2 separate regions of the Triticum aestivum genome follow, and region 1 is linked to region 2. The links are chromatin contacts, called in public Hi-C maps. All regions are on one chromosome and are shown on one strand. Each heading gives the region's core, a stretch centred on a gene start, on an enhancer-like site or on the middle of the called end of the contact. The rest is flanking DNA. Distances are from core to core; before and after follow the strand shown.

Region 1 (3,985 bases), core at 384-2,883, 520 kb after region 2:
GCCTCGACCGGCCCGAGCGCTTGCGCTGGCGGGAGACCGGGAGGGTGGACAATGGAGGAGTCGACTGATACGGGGTCGACGGTTGCCGCAGCAGAATGCCGCGGACACATGCGCGAAAATGCGTCGCACCGCGGACGGGGAGCGCATCAACGTCGAGTGGAGCCTCCTGGAGCCAAGCGGAGTCGTCGGCGATGAAGGTGAGAGCGCCGAGACGGATCTCTCGACCCTCGACCAAAACTCCAGCAGCCACCATCATGAAAGTACTCGGAAGAATCGCAACTTCCCCACAAAATCGCTAAAACACCTGCCCCAAGGTGGGCGCCAACTGTCGTGGTTCTAAGCCTGACAGTAGAGTGGGGGGTAGGTATGGAGAGGCAAGGTCCTAGCTATGGAGAGGTTGTAAACACAAGGGATGTACGAGTTCAGGCCCTTCTCGAAAGAAGTAATAGCCCTACGTCTCGGAGCCCGGAGGCGGTCGAGTGGATTATGTGTATATGAGTTACAAGGTGCCGAACCCCTCTACCTGTGGAGGGGGGTGGCTTATATAGAGTGCGCCAGGACCCCAGCCAGCCCACGTAGGAGAGGGTTTAAGGTGAGTTAAGTCCGGGGCGTTACTGGTAACGCCCCACATAAAGTGTCTTTACCATCATAAAGTCTACTTAATTACAGGCCGTTGCAGTGCAGAGTGCCTCTTGACCTTCGGGTGGTCGAGTGAGTCTTCGTGGTCGAGTCCTTCAAGTCAGTCGAGTGAGTCCCTCGTTGGTCGACTGGAAGGTGACCTCTTCTAAGGGTGTCTTTGGGCAGGGTACTTAGATCAGGTCTGTGACCCTATCCTAGGTACATGACCCCATCACCGGTCGCGCTCGCCGGCGGACGAGGGGGCGATGAAGAACGCCGGTGGCGAGGGGGCCCGACGTGGTGGCGATGGCGATGGCGAGGCCGGCTCCTCCTTCTTCACCGAGCCGCGGCGACGCCCCGACGAGGAGCCAGCCTCGCGGTTGTGCTTGCCTTTGCGGCCGTAGTTCCAGAGCCCCATGGCTGCAGGCGGCCGGCCGGCGAGTTCTTGGTTAGGGTTTGGGGCCTGGGGCTGTCGGGTTTCGAGGAGGCCGCGGGGTGGCGTGGGGCAGTGTGGACGACGATCGGTCCACGGTTTGCACTTAAAGAAGGACGGCGACCCTTTCATGTGTGGATGACAGGTGGGGCCGTCCGCCCCGTGCACATTGATGTGGGCGGGTGGGAGATAGGTGGCCGCCTGCCACGCGGCCCCGACGCGGACGAGGCGCGCGTCCGTTTGGTGTCCGTCGCGACCCAAACCCGACGCAAGTTTGCGCTCGAAATGGATGGGTCCGGACACAAAACGGACAGGATGGGTTCGGACCATCGCGCGCTGGGCCGTTTCATTTGTCCTTTTGTTCCAAACGGACAGGGCCGAACAGGGTGGGGTCGCGCGATGAAGTTGGCATGAGGCCGTGTGTGATCGCTGGCCTGACGGGATGGCTTCAACAGTCGAGCCGTGTGATGTGATCTCATTCTCACCCATACCTCCCTCTAGGTTTCAGTGCATGGGGTCGATGGCTCACCACCGCACGCGTGGTTTGTCTCCCGCAACTTCACTCACTGTTCTAGCGTCCCTCGAGAAGCTGCGTCCCGTCTTTCCAAACGGCTAAGCTACTGCCCGTGTGTTGTTCTCTCCTGCTGCCAGTACTACTGCTACTGCTGACGTCCAAACTGGCGCATGACGTTTCGGTACAGCTGAACAATTTGGTTACCCTGGAGAGCAGTCTTGGACTATTTCCTCTCTCCAGGCTTGTCACTCCCAACGCCATCAACCATCAATGTGACTGACGTAGCTACGGTGGTTTAGACCTGTTCATCTCGATGACTCATATCGCCAACAATTCTCTAGCTGGAGGCACCAATAGTACATGGATGTGATATATGATGCCTTTTTAGAGTATCTCTGGCAGATCCATCTTACAAAATTTGCAGGACGACGGATGGATCGGCAGAATGGATACCGTTAAACGTCGCCAGATACCCACTCAATTTGGAACATCTAGTCCGGCGCTGAGGGACTTCGCGCCGCGGGTGCGCGCCTGCTCCATGCGCCTCTCCAGCACTGGAGGACAAAGGGAGGAGCTATCAGCCTCTTCGTCGTTGCGTCGCTTGCCGCCGCCGAACCCACCGCGGGCACCGAACCCACCACGACACCCGAACCCACCGCGGCTGTCGAAACCCCCGCCGCTGCCACGCCCGGACCTGCGAACGCCATCTCCGGTGGCCAAATGCGCCCCAAAACGTCATCGGAGGTGTTTGGATTTGTCGTCGGAGGATGGATTTTGTGGCGGAGGCGGATGGGGGATGTGCGGGATGCGAACCCTAAATCGTCTTGGCTCCCGCATATATACCGGAATCACGGGCGGTTTGCGGGCCGCCGGTAAAAAAATTACGGGCCGGGCCTTTTTTAGCGGACCTGCATGGACCGTTTTTTGGCCCATCCCGTAAAACGACCATAAAAACGCAGTTCGGTGGACTTATACGGAATCCGCTAGAGATGCTCTTATATGTATACATATTATACATATCTATATCTATATCTATCTACAACTATATATACTATACTACCTGTTAATAAAACAACCTGGGTTTCTCTGACTTTTTCATCCATTCACCATCGAAAAAAATATTTTCTATCTGATGTGGTACTAAAATTTTGGGGACGTCCTCCTTGGCGCCTTCAGTGCCCGTTCGCGATTCCAGTGCCCGATGTGTCGATAGCATGGGCCTGGCCCAGCAGCGTTCGCTGGCTGCCCCCGCTCGCTCTATCGCTGGGTGCCGCCGCTCGCTCGATCGTTGGCTCCCGCTCGACCATTTTTTTTCTTCATTCTAAAAACTGCTACAGTATAGACCGTTTTCTCTTAGAAAAAACCGGTTTCCTACAGTATGTACTCTTGTTATTAGAAAAAAGTTCATCGAATTTGAAAAATGGTTCGCCGAGTTTGAAAAAAAGTTCATCAAAGTTTGGAAAAGGGTCATTGAATTAAAAAAAATTGAATTAAAAAAAAGTTCATCGAGTTTAAAAAAGTTCATCGAAATTCGAAAAAAGGTCATCAAATTCGAAAAAAGTTCATCGAGTTTGAAATTTTTTCATTGAAATTTGGAAAAAGTTCATTGAATTCGAGAAAAGTTCATTGGGTTTAGAAAAAAGTTCACCGAGTTTGAAAAAAGTTCATCGCGTATTGGAAAATAGTTCATCGAATTTGAATAAAAATTCATCCATTTTGAAAAGGTTCATCAATTTTCGCAGTAATTTCATTGTATTTGAAATTTTTTCACGCATTTAAGGAAAAAAGAAAAAACAAGATAGAAAAAAGAAAAAGGGAAGCAAATATAAAAAAGCTGCGTCTTTTGGCATCCTATAAAGATAAGAACAAAAGGAAACTAGCACATCCGGTGATCTGATCCAGTTTGTTAGGGCGCAAGCTACTCAAACGCAACGAGCTAGGTTCGAGTCACCGAATAGGTTCTGCGCCCTGTACCAAATAGCCTGTATTCGGTGCTTAAGGCACCGAATAGGATTTGGCAAAAAATTTTGTGTGTGTCCGCTAGAAAATGAAAACCAGTTTCCAGAATTCCGTACATGGGCCACACCACATGTGATGTGGTCCAGTGAAGCCATCCCACCTATACTGCCCATGCAGCTAGGTAAACCCTATTTACCGCACAGCGCAGCAAATACTCGAAGCTTCGCATAAGGAACCCTAGATTGGGACGACCCATATTCATTTTTTCTCAGTGTTCCATTTCTTTTTTTTATTTTCTGATCCTTTCTCTCTTTTTTTCATGTTTCTTTTTTCCTTTTCTCTTCCAAGTTATTTTTTCTTCTACTTTTGTAAATCCAGTTTTTTAACAATCTTGGGAATTTCAGTTTTTGTTCAATTATAAAAAAGAACACCAAAAATCCATAATTGTGTTTCCTTTTTGA
Region 2 (3,888 bases), core at 402-2,901:
AAATGTTACATTTACAAAAAAAATTCTAACACATGTGCTCGAAAATGTTGATTGTCTAAACAAAAAGGTTTAATTTCTATTAAAAATTATTTAACATCTACTAAAATATTATATTTGTACTTTAAAATGTTTAGCATGCATCTTAAAAATGTTGGACATGTATTCTAATAAAGGTAATGTTGCAATATTCATGTGGTTCGCGATGTACAGCCTATTATATCAAATGTATACAATATAAAAATTGTTTGCTAATTTATGTAAAAATTAATCTTACCATTCGAAAAATTGTTTGTGACATTTTCCATGAGAAGTTTATAAAATGTAAAAAATATTATTTTACTTTATAAAAAAAGTCCTTACCATTCAGTAAAACTGCACGGGAAATTAAAAAAATGTTCACGGGTTTCAAAAAAAATGGGAAATTTTTATAAAATGCTTATATAATGTAAAAGTGAATGTTAGAGGTTTTTTTTAAATTTTTTATATGAAATTCAAAAAGAAAATTGCAATACTGAAAACATGTTCTAACACTTAAATATGGTTTGCATGTTTAAACGAAATGTTCACGGCATTTACGAAAAACGTTCAACATGTGTTAAAAAGATTCACCGTGGATTCAAAATATGTTGGAAAAATGTTGAATGTCTATGTGAAAAAATTAATGTCTATTAAAGATGTTCAATGTGTACTCAAAAATTGTTCTATGTGTATACGAAAAATGTTAAACCTGTAAATGAAAAATGTTTAACCTTTATTTAAGTAATACATTAAGGGTATTTTAGAAAAAACAGAAAAAAATGAATAACAGAACTGGCAAAAAACCATGAAAACTGAAAGAGAAACACATAGGGAAAATGGAAGAAAAGCGATATAGAAAAAAACAAGAAAATGCAACGCAAAAAAATTGCACAAAAGGTTCTAAAACTTGTTTGTAGAAACTTCACAAAGCCAGTATACTAGCCCCACACCCCAAACGAGCGCACAGTCAAGCGCTTCAAACGAGATGGAGCTAGGTCTCGTAATAAATGAGACAAGGCTACCGCGATTGTTTCTTCTTGTTTTTTTCTTCTTTTCTTCCCATATTTTCTCAGAGAAATTCTCTCCCCGTTGGTGAATCATAAATTGTTTTTTTAGCTGGCGTGAATCATAAATTCCCGTTGGTGTAACAACCTACCGTCAAGGACCTTGGCGGTAGGAATCATCCCTACCGTCAATTAGGCTACTGGCCTGTACAAACCTACCGCCAGTGCCCGACGGTAGGTGCGAGCATGCATTATGTTTTATACTTAGAAAATTTTCCCAGTAGAGTATGTAGCCCTACCGCGAAGGACGTAGACTGTTATACCCTACAGCCGTGGACCCTGATGGTAAGAAAAGAGGCAGATTTCGAAATTTTTGCAAGACAAGGTCAGATCTCGATCAATTTTTAGAAAAAAGGTCAAAACACGAAATTTAGGCACCACGCGTGCGGTGGTGAAGGATCGGACGGACGGAGCCGTGCACCGAAACTCGGAAGGGAGTCGGATGGGTGATGCCACATGATATTGCTGGACTGCTCAAGCCGTCCCGTCAGGCATCAGCATCATGGGGCAGTGGCTGCGGCGTCCGGTGCAGCCAGAGCCAGCGATGCGAGGCTGGACCGGGGCGTGGGGCAGACGGTCCCTACGTACTACTACTACGTGCGGGCGTCGGATGGGGGGACACGGAACATGGCCGAAGCAGCAGAATGCCAGAATCGATCGGCCCCTGGTGGAAAGCGCCGATGGACGGACTGGTCGAAGACGCGCCCGTTGCCTACCCGCCGCTTGCTCGCTGGCTGGTGGTCCAGTCGATCGATCCAAGCCACTGCCATCTGCTCCTGTTCCTCCGCCCGCCCCATGGCCCCGGCTCCGGCTCCAGGTGCGGCTTCCTTTCCGTCACCCGATTCGCTGCGAACCACGACACACTCGCGAGTCACTCCGCACCGCACCTACCACCAGCCCAAACTACCACTGTTGGTAGAGCACTAGCAGTAGACTAGAATACGTTTTCACCGGCACGACGCGCCGCTGCGGCTGCCGGCGCGCTTGCGTCCACGGGATGATGATCCTTGCCTGCGTTGCTACCGCATGGCAGGCGGATAGCGAGCGCGGCGCTGCAAGCGGCAAAACTGCACTGCTCGGATTACGACTTGGAAACCTGGACAGCGTGAGGATGCAGGCGAGAGCAAGCAAGTTTTTGTTCTCTTGCCGCCCCGGTCGCCTCCTCTCATCATCACATCTCGTCTCGTCTGCCCCCTCCCCCGTCCACACAACGACACCAACAGCACATCACGCAATCAAGAGATCGCTTATCACCCACCATAGCCGTACCAATCGACGTCCGTCTCAGCCCGGCCGCGCTTCAATTTTCATGCACACAAAACACTGCGCTAGATAGCCAGTCCCCCTCCTCGCCGGTGTGAATTTCAGATACGCGCAGCATGAATTTTCCTAGCCCGCAGACGTTTCGCTTGCCGCCTCGCTATATTTCCAGTCGCCGTCAGAAATGAATTTCATTTCCCCGTCCTTCTCTTCCTTTCTACACGCGACACGAACACGACCGATCGCGACCGCGGCAGATGCTTTCGGGTCGACTGTGAGGCCAACCTCGATCCCCAGGCTAGATTTTTTCCTTCCAAAGCGACGAGCGGATTAACACAAATAGAGCAGCAGCACAACCGACCCGGTGCATGGCACACATTGACACGCCATTACGGCCAGGGCCCCGCCGGCTTTGGTAGCACCTGTAATCTTTCCTGCATGCGACGTCGCCGTCGAGGAGAGGTGGAATCCTGGCTATGCTTTGTGAGTGGGGGCTGCACAGGACAAAAGGTGCTCCCGCGTCCAATCAATCAAGGCCACGCTAGGGAGAAATGCTCTTGTCATGTGCCTGTTAGACTTGGCCAATTAACTACTCCTGCTGGTGAGGGCACTAGTTTATCCCTGAGATAATCCGATCATGGGCTGGCTAGCTTGATGCCAATTCAGCGCATGACAACAATTCAACAGATGCGAAGAAAATTAGGGTTCTGTCTGCACTTTGTTACTCCAAATATACATACTATTATTTACCACTTAGAGAAGAACTCATGTTTGTGTGTCTACTCCCAGTTAACTACTGCCAGGGTAAGCTGACTTTGATATTCTTGGGAAAATCCTGGCGACAGGTGCGTGAAGCCGGCCTGACAGTGATGCATCACCTTAGAAACAGTGAAAAGCTAGCGGTATGGAAGAGAGAGTGGAAGAAGAGGCTAGACACGGTTTTTGTTTTCTCTGAGTGGATGAGATTGTGAAAAAAGGGGCTTCTTTTTGCAAGAATATTTGTGCAATAGATCGATCGCTGTACTGTTCAGCAAACTTTAAATCTTGTTGTCCCCCACAATCAATTTCATCGATTAATTTCGACACAAAAGGAATAATTATCCGCATTGGATGTTTATTTTTTATTTTTCATCAATTAACAATCAAGGAAATGGATGTGGGTTTGAAAAGTGATCACTGATCACTATAGTCCTTTAATCTCTATATGCAGCATGCATCATCTATTTATATACTCCATCCTTTTACGGTTTATAAGGCCCACACATATCCATAGATAGATAATTCGATCAATATAATACGAATTGTATATCACAAAAGTTACACCCTTAGAGAATTTAGCATTTGTACTAGTTTCTAATGATGTTATTTTTGTGATAATATAACCCGTATTACGTTGATCTAAATTATCAATCTAGGGTATGTGTGAGCCTTCTAACCAGAGAGGAGGTTATATCGCATATGTTAAGTCCAATCATCGTCTAGAAGTCTGACTGAAGAACTTGGTACAAGTACAATGTTAATATTTGCAAACATGACACTCAAGTGT

The links. Hi-C and Micro-C count contacts between places; a contact is called where the count stands out from the background.
Region 1: a contact with region 2 is called in a Hi-C map of leaf, with 6 times the contacts expected there. The contact joins two enhancer-like sites. A contact is called at or near these places in 3 of 5 Hi-C or Micro-C datasets (all in leaf).

Annotation. Positions count from the first base shown.
Region 1 is chr6B:576,695,623-576,699,607 of IWGSC CS RefSeq v2.1, forward strand. No RefSeq gene overlaps it. Among protein-coding and RNA genes, the nearest start is that of LOC123134465, 280 kb to the right of the region's middle. Within about 2 kb of position 1,634, at least 5 of the 8 cell types and tissues checked have an H3K27ac peak or open chromatin away from gene starts, as enhancers often do. A contact at or near this core is called in leaf, where this site is marked.
Region 2 is chr6B:576,173,025-576,176,912 of IWGSC CS RefSeq v2.1, forward strand. No RefSeq gene overlaps it. Among protein-coding and RNA genes, the nearest start is that of LOC123138125, 170 kb to the left of the region's middle. Within about 2 kb of position 1,652, at least 6 of the 8 cell types and tissues checked have an H3K27ac peak or open chromatin away from gene starts, as enhancers often do. A contact at or near this core is called in leaf, where this site is marked.